3 separate regions of the Sus scrofa genome follow, and regions 1 and 2 are each linked to region 3. Evidence: chromatin contacts called from public Hi-C and HiChIP or PLAC-seq data. All regions are on one chromosome and are shown on one strand. The core of a region is the stretch at or near the end of the contact, and the rest is flanking DNA. Distances in the headings are between cores, read along the strand shown. Region 1 has its middle 32 kb from the start of NAP1L5. Region 2 overlaps FAM13A (protein FAM13A). Region 3 overlaps FAM13A (protein FAM13A).

Region 1 (4,892 bases), core at 2,002-4,501, 180 kb before region 3:
TTCAAAGACAAATACACCAATAGAATAGAATCAAGAGCTAGAAGGAAACCTTTGGATATATGGTTAAATAATATTTGACAGGGAGCTAAGATTACTCAATGAGGGAAGCGTAGTCTCTTTAATAAATGGCATTGGTAAAACTGCAGAAGAATGAAATTGGACCCTTGTCTTACAACTACTCATAAAAATTAACCCAAGATAAAGATTAAATATAAGACCTGAAACTAAAACTCTTAGAAGAAAACACAGGGAAAAGGCTTCTTGACATTGGTCTTTGTGATGATTTTTGGATATGATACCAAAAGCTCTAGCAACAAAAACAAAAATTGATAGGTGGGATTACAGCAAACTAAAAAGCATCTAGCCCTAGGAACTATATCTAATCACTTATGATGGAGCATGATAATGTGAGGAAAATGAATGTATACATGTATGTGTGACTGGGTCACCTTGCTGTACAGTAGAAAATTGATAGAACACTGTAAACCAGCTATAATGGAAAAAAATAAAAGTCATTTTTTTTAAAAAAGCTTCTGCACAGCAAAAGAAACGACATAAAAATGCAACTTATGGAGTGGGAGAAAATATTTGCAAATCATCTATCTGATAAGGAGTTAATATTCAAAATATGTCAAGAACTCACACAACTCAATAGCAAAAATAACCAAACCATCTGATTTAAAAATGGGCACTAGAACTCAACAGATGCTTTTTCAAATAAGACATACAAATGGTCAACACGTACTTGGCGTGGCACTTGACATCACTAAACATCTCGGAAAGGCAAATTAAAACCACAAGGAGACAGTCATCTCACACCTGTTCAAATGGCTCTCAGTGCTGGTGTGTACTGTTGGTGGGAGTGTAAATCAGGACGGCTACTGCGGAAAACATTATGAAGATGCCTCAAACAATTAAAAATGGAACTACCGTGTGATCCAGCCATCCCGCTTCTGGGTATTTATCCAAAGGACGTGAAGTCGCGATGGTGAAGAGAGGATCTGCCTTCCGTGGTCCCTGAAGCATGATCTACAGTGTCCAGACTATGGACATGACGGGTCTGCAGTGGATGAGTGGACAGAGAAAGCACAGTACACACAGGATGGGATGTCACGCATACGGAAGAAGGAAATTCTGCCATCGGAGACAACATGGATGGACCTCAAAAGGATTACGCTCTGCGAAATAAGTCAGATGGAGAGAGACAAATAGTATATGATCTCACTTACATGTGGAGTCTGAAAAGCCTAACTAACTCATAGAACCAGAGAGCAGAATGATAGTTACCAGGGAAAGTAGGGAGCTGTTGATCGAAGGATACAAACTTCCAGTTATAGGTGAATACATTCTGGAGCTCTAGGGAACAACATGGTAGTTCTAGTTAACGATGTTGCATTATATACTTGAATGTTGTTGAGAGAGTAGTTCTTTTTTTTTTTTTTTTTTTGTCTTTTTGCCATTTCTAGGGCTGCTCCCGCGGCACATGGAGGTTCCCAGGCTAGGGGTCCAATCGGAGCTGGAGCTGCCAGCCTACGCCAGAGCCACAGCAACGCGGGATCCAAGCCGAGTCTGTGACCTACACCACAGCTCATGGCAACACCGGATCGTTAACCCACTGAGCAAGGTCAGGGATCGAACCCGCCACCTCATGGTTCCTAGTCGGATTCATTAACCACTGCGCCACGATGGGAACTCCGAGAGAGTAGTTCTTGCATGTTCTAACAGCAAAGAAGAAATGATAATTATGCGATGTGATGGCAGTGTTAGCTAAGGCTAGCATAGTAATCATTTTACAACCTGTGTGTGGATCAACGCACATACTGCAGACCCTAAACTTACACAATGTTACATGTCAATCATATATCTCACTAGAGCTGGAAAAAATAGCCAAATCACAGTTAACCAGATGAGGTCGATAAAGATGGAATAAAGGAGGGCATACAACACCGTATCAAAACAGATTTCATAGAGTGTTTTGTGGTAGGGTCAAGCATAGAAGAGAGTAAATTAAAATCAAGGCTAGTCTGCAGGATTTTATCATTTCCTCTCAAAAAGAAATAGAAGTGTGGGTTATCTCCAGTTTTCTTTGGTTCTCAACAACAGAGCCAAGCAGATTTTAAACCAACTGTCAAGACTCTAAAATATCTAAGAACACGATGCCCGTGTTGCCTTTGCACGTCTCTGTTGGTCGCCAGGGTTGCTGGCGTCGTGAGTCTTCTGGTGTGGGAACGTCTCCATCTTTAAGAGACGCCTTTGTGGGGCATTGATGGGGGCGGTTGGCAGCCTCCAGCAGGAGCCTTATCTTGGGGATCAGTGTCTCAAATGGCTGAGGAAGCGCTTGGGAGGAGGAGGAGGGAGTAGATCCTCATGAATTCTGGGAAAGGTGGATGTTTTCTCCTATGGATTAGATCCAGGGAATTCTCCAGCGGGATGTGACGGAAGCTACTGCCACACCCTTCCGGGTCGGGGTGACCTGACAAGAGCAGACCCTGCGTAGGGCGTGGCAACTGCTGGTCTCTGACGTCAAGGATGCCAACCTAGATGGACTCAAACGCTTGTCCACACTGAGTCGGGCATGGGTTTGGGTTTCCCTCTTAATGCCCTTTCCGTGTGGAGTGAGAAACCGGGATACGCGAGAGAGGAGGTGCTGGAGAAGGAGTCCCACCCCCTGGTGGAGGAGTCTTTGCATCTGTATAAATAAACCAGGCTCTGGTCCTTTATTTCCTTCTAAAAGTCACGGAGTGTGTCCTCCTCGGTTATGTGTGGAGAAAATTAGTTCAGTTGTCAGCTTTTTTTCTTTTTTTCTTCCAAGAGTGGCTGGATGCTTGGCAGGCCTCGCAGTCACATGGTCTTCAGATCTTTTAAAAGCTGATTTTCCTGGGCCTAATCCCAGGGAGTTGGATACCATCTACGGTAATTATTGATTCAGCTCCCATTGGTATTGAACTTCCTGAGAAATTAAGAACTAAAACACACAACACACACACACACACACAAACACACACGCACCTCAGATGAAGGCAAACCCTAAATCAGATGAAGTGTTTGATGGTCAGCTTTTCTTGAGGATTAGGAGACAGAGCAAGCCAAAGAGCAGGTTCAGAAATAACCCCAATCACCACGGGGTCACAGGAGGCCGGAGCGCTTGAGGGGCAAAGGTCAACATCAAGTGCCAACTAGGTACTGGCTCATGGGCCCGGCAGAACCAGCCTGCCCCTGCCAAAGGCTTCTAGTTGTTGAAAACTGGTCTTCTGACCTTTCGTGCCTGGGCGCTCTCGGGAGCTCAGATGTTGGCCCCAGGACTCTCAAGTTCAAGTCACAGGCAGACTGTTTGCCGAGGAGACTTGGAGTCTGCATTTCTGAGGTAATGGGGGCAGGGCCCTCCTTCGATGAGTGTGTGAGGTCATTTGAACCCAAAGCTTGCTCCATTGCTGGCACTTTGCCCCCCTGGGGCGGATGGGGCAGAGAAGGAAGACCCCAGGCCCTCGCCCCTTCCAGCCTTGCCCTCGGGCTGGATGAAATGCAGTCTGCTGATTAGAGCTTGCCAGAACCCCAGCAGCTCTCCTCCCTGGGGTATGCTTTGTCTTTAGTTGTTTAAAAATATAGCCTGAGACAGAAACTTCAAGACACCACATGACCTAGAAATCTGTTCAAAAGTTTTTCCCTTCCTTCCCTGAATGCATCTCAGGCGTTGCCACCTCTGTCTCCACTGCTGTTTGGTTCCTTCTTTTGTACGTGTCTGAGCCCATACAGGCCTCCCAAGATGCTTTAGGGAGAAGGGGCCTCTGGCAGGGGAGGGACTGAGCAAGCAGAGATGTTTGGAGAAAGCCGCACACAGGTTTTGAGGCAAACTCCTTGAGAATAGTCCAAATTTTACTTTTTTTTTTTTTTGTTTTTGTCTTTTTGCCATTTCTTGGGCCGCTCCCGCGCGGCATATGGAGGTTCCCAGGCTGGGGTGAATTGGAGTTGTAGCCGCTGGCCTACGCCAGAGCCACAGCAACACGGGATCTGAGCCCGTCTCCCAATTTTACTCTTTCTGCAAAGAGAATCCAGAAATCTTGCCCACCGGTTGGTCCTGACTGGTGCTTGAAGGGCTGGAGGTACCTGTGCTGTTTTTCATGCAAACGAGGATCAGAGGGGGAGGGCAGTGGGGGTGGGGGAGCACCATGCCTTTCCTGTCCTGCTTCAAACATGCCTTGTTTGGACGTCAACCTAGAAAGAATCCTTGTCTCTGTGCTGATGACAGCAGCACGCGGCCCCGCGTGCTGAAGCCTCGCTGTGTGTTCCTCCAAGTCAATTCACAATAACCCCAATAAGGTGGGTACTACGACTGTTCCCGTTTTTCAGACGAAGCGGCAGAGATGGGGAGAGAAAGGACTGTGCCCAGACCATGGAGCTGGGCCATCCGTCCACATCAGGACCTTAAACATCAGGCAGCCCTTGGCCTCCGCTGGCATCAGGTGCGCCGGTTTCTGTCAACCTGGATTTTGAACGGATGGGAGCTGCTCATTCCCCGAAATACCCAGGGTGCAGTCTGCACCCTCTCCTTCAAGTAAGGTCTTTGGTCCAGCAGCATCTTGGCACCTGGAAACTTGTCAAAAATGTAGATTGTGGAGTGTCTGTTGTGGCGCAGTGGAAAGGAATCCGACTAGTATCTATGAGGATGCAGGTTCGATCCCTGGCCTCGCTTAGGGGGTTAAGGATCCAGGGTTGCCACGAGCTGTGGTGTAGGCTGGCAGCTAAAGCTCCGATTGGACCCCTAGCCTGGGAACCTCCATATGGGTGTGGCTTAAAAAGCAAAGAAAAGCAGATGTTGGCACCTGCCCCCAGCCTGTATCCACCAGGACTACTTCCGCATTACCCATGGTCAGTATTCCAGTTGGAGAAGCCTG
Region 2 (4,234 bases), core at 1,175-3,674, 130 kb before region 3:
TCTATTTCAGAAATACTTGCTGATGGGATATTTCAGCATTTATCTCAAACCTTCTCAGGGCACATAAAAGCCTGCATTTAAGCTCTTCAGATCATTAATATTAATTCTCACGCTTGATTAAAAAGTTTTATCTTCTCCCCTTCTCTGAAGCAGGATAAGAAAAGGGGAAATAGTCTTTTGTTTATTATGAATGTCCTGTTTGTTATCAAAGGTATGCTCCTAAGCTCTTCTAAGCAGCAGGCTTAGAAAGCATAAAGAATGTAAAAATATCTTGAAAGAATTTAACACTTCATTAACCTTATGCTTTTGATTATAATGACTTCTTCCAGATAAGGGAATAGCCTCCCATGTAGTTAATGACTTTTCCACGTTTTGCTTTTGAGACAAAAAAAAAAAAAAAGATTAAGGATGAGGCTGTAACTTGCATATTCTGGATTTTATACGGAAGCATGAAATAGCTCCACAAGAGAAAATAACTTATTGGGAGGAGTGAAATGGAGGCGTCAAGTATAAACTTCATTGCAGACAGAACTCTGAAAACCCATACTCTTGAGTGTCTGCTTTCAGAATCTAGACATTGCCAGTTTTAAAAACCACCTCTCTCCTGGATCCTTCCAGTTGTCAAATGAGTTTAAAGACAAACAGGAGAACAAAGACTCCGAACTCCACTCCACGTGCTCAGGGAACAGGGTGCTAGGCTTTTGCACATGTCATCTTATTTCATCCAGTCCAAGCAGGAAATTTTACTAAAATGTCAGCCTCTCTAAAACGGAGCTGAAGAAATTATACTTTAGTTTTTGGCATTTTGAAGTGCCTCTAACTCTTTCCCCATCGCCAATGTGTCACTAAACAGATTTTTAATACAAACCACGTAAGAAATGCGGGTGAACCAGAAATGGATAACTCTGACCATCCGAGATCTCAGCTTTGGGATAAGATTCGTTGTATAATTCAAATAAATTAAAAAAGACAGGCAACAAAGGAGAGGCCCCCGTTTCCTTTTCAATACATGCATTCAAACAAAGCACACTTGATACTGCAGAATGATGCTTTAAGAAACAAAGCCACAGATGTGCCTGCCTTTGCCTTTGAGCAGCAGCCTGGGAGACAGCCTCTCTCTGCTCAGGTACCCCGAGGATCGTTTCTGAGGCTCGAGGTTATAATGGTCCCCATTCAAACGAAAATATTAGTCAAACGAGAAAGACAAACCACCTTCCTCCTAGAGCGGTCATCAGCGGCGCCATCCTGTATGAATCTGGGCATTTATGGGCAAAAAATTCAAAGGGCAAAATTCATGAGGACGAAATCTGCCCTAATGGAAAATAAAGCTGGAAACACTATCAGATCTATTCATAGGGGACAGGTGCCTTAGAGCATCTCAATCTGATGCTATCGGAGACACGGGAAAAAATACCCAAAACACTTCAACAGAATTCTAGGAGGGGTAACCCAGCTCCAGACTGACTGACTTTCCAGCTCTGAAATTTAGGAATGATTGCAGTATTATTAGAAAACCAGATTGACTATGTGGGTTGTAGCAATTCTAGAAAGTACTACATATGTGAAAAGGTACAAAATTATAATACGCAGTAAACAAGGGAAAGGGCTTTAAAAATGAAAGCCGGGCCTTTTCATGGTCCTTCATTAATAATAAAACATGTTTCTTTCAGGGAAAGAAAGTGGGAAATGATTCTTGCTTGGTGGAGGGATGTCTTTTTCCCTCTCCTTTGGAGCAGTTGCGAGAGCAAGATGACACGGAGGGCTTAGTCTAGATTTTAATTCACTGCCTAATTTTATCTCCTGGCTCAAGGGACCATGATGACAATGATTATTAATGGTGAGTGTGTCAGGAGTGCCTGCCGTGGGCTGGGTGCTGATTGGTAAATGCTCACAGGCGACACATGGCAGGAAAGGTCCTGGCCCGTGGAAGAAAGATTTGAGATTCTTTCCCCATGACGCCGTCACTGCCATGGGAGCCGGCGCCCCAAAACACCAAGACAAACCGAGTTCAGCGTGGGTTTCGTTTGGGTACCACTTGGAACTTATGAGTTAATATGACGAAGTTCTACCACGAAGGTTGCTTCCTACCCTTTTATCTCCTACAGGATGAGAGGCACGAAAGGCAAGCACAGAGACCTCTCCGGGAGGCTGGCATGCCATTTGCTTTAAAAAAATTTGCAATGGCATGTCGAGCAGGCGCTTGCTGGGAACAGAGGAAGAGGCAGAGAAAGGATGAAACAGAAGGAGAAGAAAAACACTGTCTCATGGAGACACCCCTCTCTGAAGAGAGCTACCCAGAGATAAGGACAAAAATGCCCATTTGGTGCCTGGTTCCCAAGGAGGGAAGCGTAAAAGGGATGAAAGAAGTGGCTTAGAGGCTGTGAAGTCAGAGAGAGGAAGCCTCTCCTTCCTACCATCTGGCTGGATTAATGAAGGCATGAACATGAGAAATTGCATATGAGGAGGCTAGAAGCCGGGGTTGGGGTGGGGGTGTTGTCAGGCGGCCATTCATTTCCAGCAATTTTATGCCCAATTTTACCTGGGTGTGCTTTTTTTCTAAGAAGGGGCTCCAGAGTTTTCAGATTCTTAATCTGCTAGGTACGAAAACTCTATGGAGGCAGGAACTGCAGCTGTTACTAAAGACCAGCTCCTAGCACAGCACCTGCACATAGTAGGACTCCATATATATGACTGAGGTCAGAAGGGAGTGTCCAACAGGGATTAAGAATCACTAGGGTAGAAGACGAGGTCTGTGGATAATTAATATATCCAGAGTCAGAATCCAAGAACAGGCTGAGAAAAGCTTTAATTCTTGCCAAAAAGAAAGCTGATAATAAGACTGAAGGTGGAGTTGGAAGCACTGAGACGCAGAGGATAACATACCCATGCATGAATGAAAAATGGAGCTGAGCACACTGAATGGAAGCCAGCTTTGGGAGCAAAGGAAATCAGATACTTAGGTCAATGTGGCAATGCCTCAGAGGACCACAGGGAAGCCAGGAAAGTAACTGAAACTTTAAGATATGGACAACAGAAAGGAATTAGATTTTTTTTTTTTCCCTCTGCAGGTTACTTAAAACAAGACCCAAAGGTCAGAAAATGCTTTGGATTTATTAGATTGAACTGATTTTGTGTTAACTTCAAAATTAATGAGATAATCTCTGTGACAAATCCACGAAGCCTCACCACCTATTTATTTCAGTCACTTAAAAAATGCATGAAAAAATGGAAAAATCTAACCAGCAGCTTTGCTTTTTTGTTTTGTCTTATGGTACAGAAAATCGAAGAAGAAATCACCAGGCTATTAAAGTTTATCTCACACTCAAAATAAAAGAATTTCAAGAGCCAAGGAATGAAATTTTTGCAATTTCTCAAGAATTGTGCTGGCTCGGTATTTGCCATTCTCACCAGTCAACATCCCATCACTTAATCTCTGCATCCCTTACTGATAAGCAAATCACACCGCCCATAGACTCTCACGAATGTCACGGTCACAGTCTGCCTTGTTCAGCTACTCACCTCAAAATGCTGCGTGTGTCTGCCGTCTTTTTCATGTTCTTTGCTACAAATAACAGCAACAACAAAATGTCATAAGATGTCACTCTGTTTTATAACATTGCTTCTCACCCACCACAGTGAAGATTTCAGGTATTTTAAAAGTAGGCTCGGTAGCTTTACATAAAATTCTTATGACATTCAACACCAAAACAAGGAGTTCCCATCGTGGCGCTGTGGTTAACGAATCCGACTAGGAACCATGAGGTTGCGGGTTCAATCCCTGGCCTCACTCAGTGGGTTAAGGATCCGGCGTTGCCATGAGCTGTGGTGTGGGTCGCAGATGTGGCTCAGATCCCACATTGTTGTGGCTCTGGAGGAGGCCGGTGGCTACAGCTCCAATTAGACCTCTAGTCTGGGAACCTCCATATGCCGTGGGAGCAGCTCAAGAAAAGGCAAAAAAAAAAACCCCACAAAAAACAAAAAAACAAAACAAAAAATGAAGCAAAATAAAAATTGAGGAACATAAAACACGCACACGGTTATCTGCCTTGAAAAGCACCACGGGGGAGTTTCCATTCGAAGCATTGTCCTTGCTATAAAATACGGTTGGTAAACAGAGAGTCCCTTAATTCTATTCTTTTTAGTCCTTAAACATTGTATTAAGGGAAAAAACAAAATCTATTCATGGTCTTGTAAACACCGTTAGGAGAAAGCTCTAAAATTACCTCTCATTGGA
Region 3 (4,217 bases), core at 100-2,599:
TTTTATCAAAAAAAAAAAAAAAAAAAAAAAGAAAAGAAAGAAAGAAAAGAAATTCCTTCACGTCATTTAGCAAACTGCTATTGAACAGTGATAGTTTCACACCAATATTCTGAGGACAAATATCTGGGTATCTGTCTCCAAAATTATTAAGCTTCTAAGTCCTTGGTTCATGCCAAAATAGTACATGCAAAAATCAGAGCAGAGATGACAAGGGGGGCAGCTTACTTGGGGTTGGCAAGATTTACTATTTACTTCTACATGATAAAAAAAACCTACAATAATCTTGTGTCAAAAAATAATGTAGGTCTCACTTCTGAAGAGCCATTAACTTAAATTTTCCACAGATGATTCTACCTCCAAATCAAGATAGACCAAAAATACATGCGGAAGATTACAATCAACAATAAAGCTATGGGGAAGATAAATTCATACCCTTTACCTCTGTATCCTGTTTCGTCCTTCATCATGCCTACTGTTTAATCACCTAAATAATGAGTTGTTTTCCAGTTTACTTTAGGGTTAATTACTCATCATTTTTAAAACAAAACTGTAGTCTACACAGTTTATAATATTATTAAATATGCTGGATTTATATTCATTTCTTAAGGGAAGAGTACATTATTAGGATAAAATGTTCCTCAAGGAAATCGCAACACTACTTACTACTAATAAATAATTACTGCATCACAGATTCATCAGGCACTGTGCTAAAGACTTTGCATTTACAATATGCCATTTCCTCCTTGACAGCCCGATGAGTTAGGTATTTTTGTCATCGTACAATCATCATTCCCCTTTTAAGTATCACACGATGGAAGTTTAGGGAAGTTAAGTAAATTGTCTCATGTCACACTGGACTCAAAGATGGTTCTGAATGACTTTTAAGACCTGAGCTCTTATCTTTCTGTTCTACGTCCCATCCAATATACTCGACATCTTACTAGGCGGTACAACCGTAGCACTTTAAAGCCAAGAGTGTGTTTCAAGATCTGCTAGTCCATCCACACCCCCCTCCACCACAATTTTACAGATGACAGGTGTGGATCTTGAGGTGATGTGCCCCCGATCACACATGGGATGGTGGAGCTGAGACCCTTGCCTGGACCCGACGCCTGTTCTCTGCTTTGCACTAAGGAATAATATGCCCAGACACAGAGGGGATCCAGGGCCTCTTGTGAGCTCAGGAGTAGCTGCAGTGCTGCCAACACGCTCAGCTGCCTGAGGCCTCATGCATAGCCCTATGTAAGAACTAAGGGTACATTTCTGAGATCAAATAAGTGTGTGTTCCAGTCTGACCCTTTCCCATCAGTCACAACACCTGCTGGTGGTAAGCCATTTACTGGAAATAGTGAATGGACCCATTCCTGCTTCTGACTCACTGTGAGAAGGATAAACTACATCTAGCATGACATTTAAAGGATCCAAGTGATTAACTACATAATCCGTTGCGTAATTGGGCTATACTTGGATAATATAATTACGTACAATCCTTATACCTCTTTTTAAACTACTGGTTAAGTAAATGTTAGAATGTGATGAGAAGAAAAAAAGGCTGCCTCTAAAGGGAATAGAAATAACTGACCTTTGTTTATGTCTCTCTGAATTTATAAATGCCTACAATTCTTTCTTTCTTATGCATCAACGAAAAGTGACGGTATTTTAAAAGTAATGATATCACTCCTATTTTGCCTCCCTGTCCCTGTGAATTCATAAGAAAAGGCTGATAGTCAGCTTTTCCCTCAAAGACTCAGAAAGCATTTTCTATAAACTTTAAACTGAAAATGCCACCGACATAAATTATGTTTATTTTTTGTTTTATGACTTTAAATTCAGACAACAGAGTCAAAGTGAAGTTGAACAGTCACAGCACCGAACTGAGTCAAGAGATCTTGGTTTCTCATACTAGTTACCTAACTAACCAGCTCTAGGGACCCAGGCAAACATTTTAACCTCTTGGGCCTCTCCCTCAGTTCAATGATCTATAAAACAAAGGGATAGGATTAGATGGGTTCCAAGAATCCTATGTAGTTCTTAAATTTCAAGATTTTAAGACGTTATGATTCTTCCAGGAAGCAAGAGTTATTGACAAAAAGGTAAGCGATGCCCTGTTCAGAGCTGCATTCCCAATGCCCCATCAGAGTGCTGCTGACATGCTGGCACCCAGCCATGCAGTGCGGTGAGTGACAGAAGCCAGGGGGCATTTCCTGTGGGGCCAGTGTTACTCAGCTTCCTGGAGAAGAATGAAGTAATTCACCTGGTAGCTTAAATAAGTAACTGGTAATAACTTAATGTATTGTTTTGAAACAGACACATGATGGAGTTAAGTGAGAAATATATAAAGATAAAGCCTTCTTAAAGTTGTGCTCTTAAAAAGCCATTTATATTTATAGGTTTATACTTGAGAATCAAAAACATATGTCTGTGGGGTTCCCACTGTGGCACGATGGGTTAAGAACATGGCTGCAGCAGCTTGGGTTGCTGCGGAAGTGCGGGTTTGATCCTTGGCCTGGCACAGCAGGTGAAAGGATCCAGTGTCGCCGCAGCTATGGTGTAGGTCGCAGCTGTGGCTCGGATTCAACCTCTGGCCCGGGAACTTCCATATGCCAAAAGAGCAGCCATAAAAAACCAAAACCTAACATATGTCCACACAAAAAAATTAATATGAGTGCTCATTGTAGCATTATCCATAAGAGCCAAAAAGTGGAAACAACCCAAATGTCCATCAGTTGATGAGCAGATAAACAAAACATGGTGGATACACACAATGGAATGCTGTTTGGCTATAAAAGGAAGGAGGTATTAAGACTGCTAGGGAGTGCCTATAAGCCGGAGGGAGAATACCAAATGGAGGAGGTAAAACAACCGTACCACCAAGGTCCCATCTAGGCTCCAAAATAACAGGAAACAGACCCCAGCACGGATGAAGGACCCAGGACCAAGATAATTCAAGGAGCTGTTAAACCTCAGAATAAACAGAGCCAAAAGGACTGATAAGATTCACTCTTGACCTAAATCCTCTTTCCCTGTTTCCCAAGCCCCCTTCCCCTCGCTCCCTGAGACCACATGACCCATCACATGACACCCTGACTATAAAAAAGCCCTTGCCCCAAGAGCAGGCGGCTCTGAGTTCCGCTTGCTCAGTGCTCCCGGCCACTCTGCTGGTCAATAAATCTTGCTTGAGATCTCACTGCTCCAGTCAACTTTCTTTCCCACCTTCCTAACAAAAACCTGCCAATCACTGAGATCAACTTTGAAAACATTACGGTCAGTAAAAGAAGCCAAACACAAAAGGACACATTTTGTGATTCCCTGTGTGTGAAACATGCAGAACAGGCAAATAGTGACAGGAAGTAGATTAGAGATTGCCAGCACCTGGGAGGAGGAGCCACTTCATAGCAATTTCTAATAGCACCTGTCTATGTGGGTTTTGTTTTGTTTTGTTTTATCTTTTTAGGGCCACACCCGTGGCATATGGAGGTTCCCAGGCTAGGGGTCGAATCGGAGTTGTTGCTGCCAGCCTACGCCACAGCTACAGCAACACCAGGTCCAAGCCACGTCTGTGACCTACACCACAGCTCACGGCAATGCCAGATCCTTAACCCACTGAGCAAGGCCAGGGATCGAACCCGTGTCCTCATAGTTCCTAGTTGGATTTGTTAACCACTGAGCCACAAAGGGAGCTCCTGTATGGGGTTTTTTAGGAGGTGAAAAAAGTGTTCTGGGAATTCCCATCATGGGTCAGCAGTTAAAGAACCTGATTAGTATCCATGAGGTTCGATCCCTGGCCTCGCTTAGTGGGTTAAGGATCCAGCATTGCTGTGAGCTGTGGTGTAGATCAAAGATAAGACTTGAGAGTTCCCATTGTGGCGCAGTGGACACCAACTGACTAGGAACCATGAGCTTGCGGGTTCGATCCCTGGCCTTGCTCTGTGGGTTAACGATCCGGTGTTGCCGTGAGCTGTGGTGTAGGCCGCAGACGCGGCTCGGATCTGGTGTTGCTGTGACTGTGGCGCAGGCTGGCAGCTGCAGCTCTGATTCCACCCCTAGCCTGGGAACTTCCATATGCTGCAGGTGCGGCCCTAAAAAGAAAAAAAAAATGTTCTGGAAGTAGGTAATGGTAAACACTGTACAACCCTGTGAACATGTTAAAACTCAATAATTTATATACTTTGACTGGGTGCATTTTATGGTATGTGACTTATATCTACATTGAAAAA

Evidence for each region. A called contact is a pair of places that touch in the nucleus more often than the background predicts. HiChIP or PLAC-seq counts read pairs in DNA pulled down with a chosen protein or histone mark.
Region 1: an H3K27ac HiChIP or PLAC-seq map of skeletal muscle shows a contact between it and region 3. The contact joins two enhancer-like sites. A contact is called at or near these places in 1 of 47 Hi-C or Micro-C datasets (skeletal muscle) and 1 of 2 datasets of contacts at active chromatin or transcription factors (skeletal muscle).
Region 2: a contact with region 3 is called in a Hi-C map of skeletal muscle, with 5 times the contacts expected there. The contact joins two enhancer-like sites. A contact is called at or near these places in 1 of 47 Hi-C or Micro-C datasets (skeletal muscle) and 1 of 2 datasets of contacts at active chromatin or transcription factors (skeletal muscle).

The regions. Positions count from the first base shown.
Region 1 is chr8:130,329,985-130,334,876 of Sscrofa11.1, reverse strand. No RefSeq gene overlaps it. Among named protein-coding and RNA genes, the nearest start is that of NAP1L5, 32 kb to the left of the region's middle. Within about 2 kb of position 3,251, at least 14 of the 83 cell types and tissues checked have an H3K27ac peak or open chromatin away from gene starts, as enhancers often do. A contact at or near this core is called in skeletal muscle, where this site is marked.
Region 2 is chr8:130,277,486-130,281,719 of Sscrofa11.1, reverse strand. FAM13A (protein FAM13A) reads right to left here. Exons shown (of 24, transcript XM_021100748.1): 13 at 4,224-4,234; 14 at 3,520-3,562. Among named protein-coding and RNA genes, the nearest start is that of NAP1L5, 85 kb to the left of the region's middle. Within about 2 kb of position 2,424, at least 2 of the 83 cell types and tissues checked have an H3K27ac peak or open chromatin away from gene starts, as enhancers often do. A contact at or near this core is called in skeletal muscle, where this site is marked.
Region 3 is chr8:130,148,228-130,152,444 of Sscrofa11.1, reverse strand. The region is part of intron 6 of FAM13A (protein FAM13A); the gene reads right to left. Among named protein-coding and RNA genes, the nearest start is that of FAM13A, 130 kb to the right of the region's middle. Within about 2 kb of position 1,349, at least 8 of the 83 cell types and tissues checked have an H3K27ac peak or open chromatin away from gene starts, as enhancers often do. A contact at or near this core is called in skeletal muscle, where this site is marked.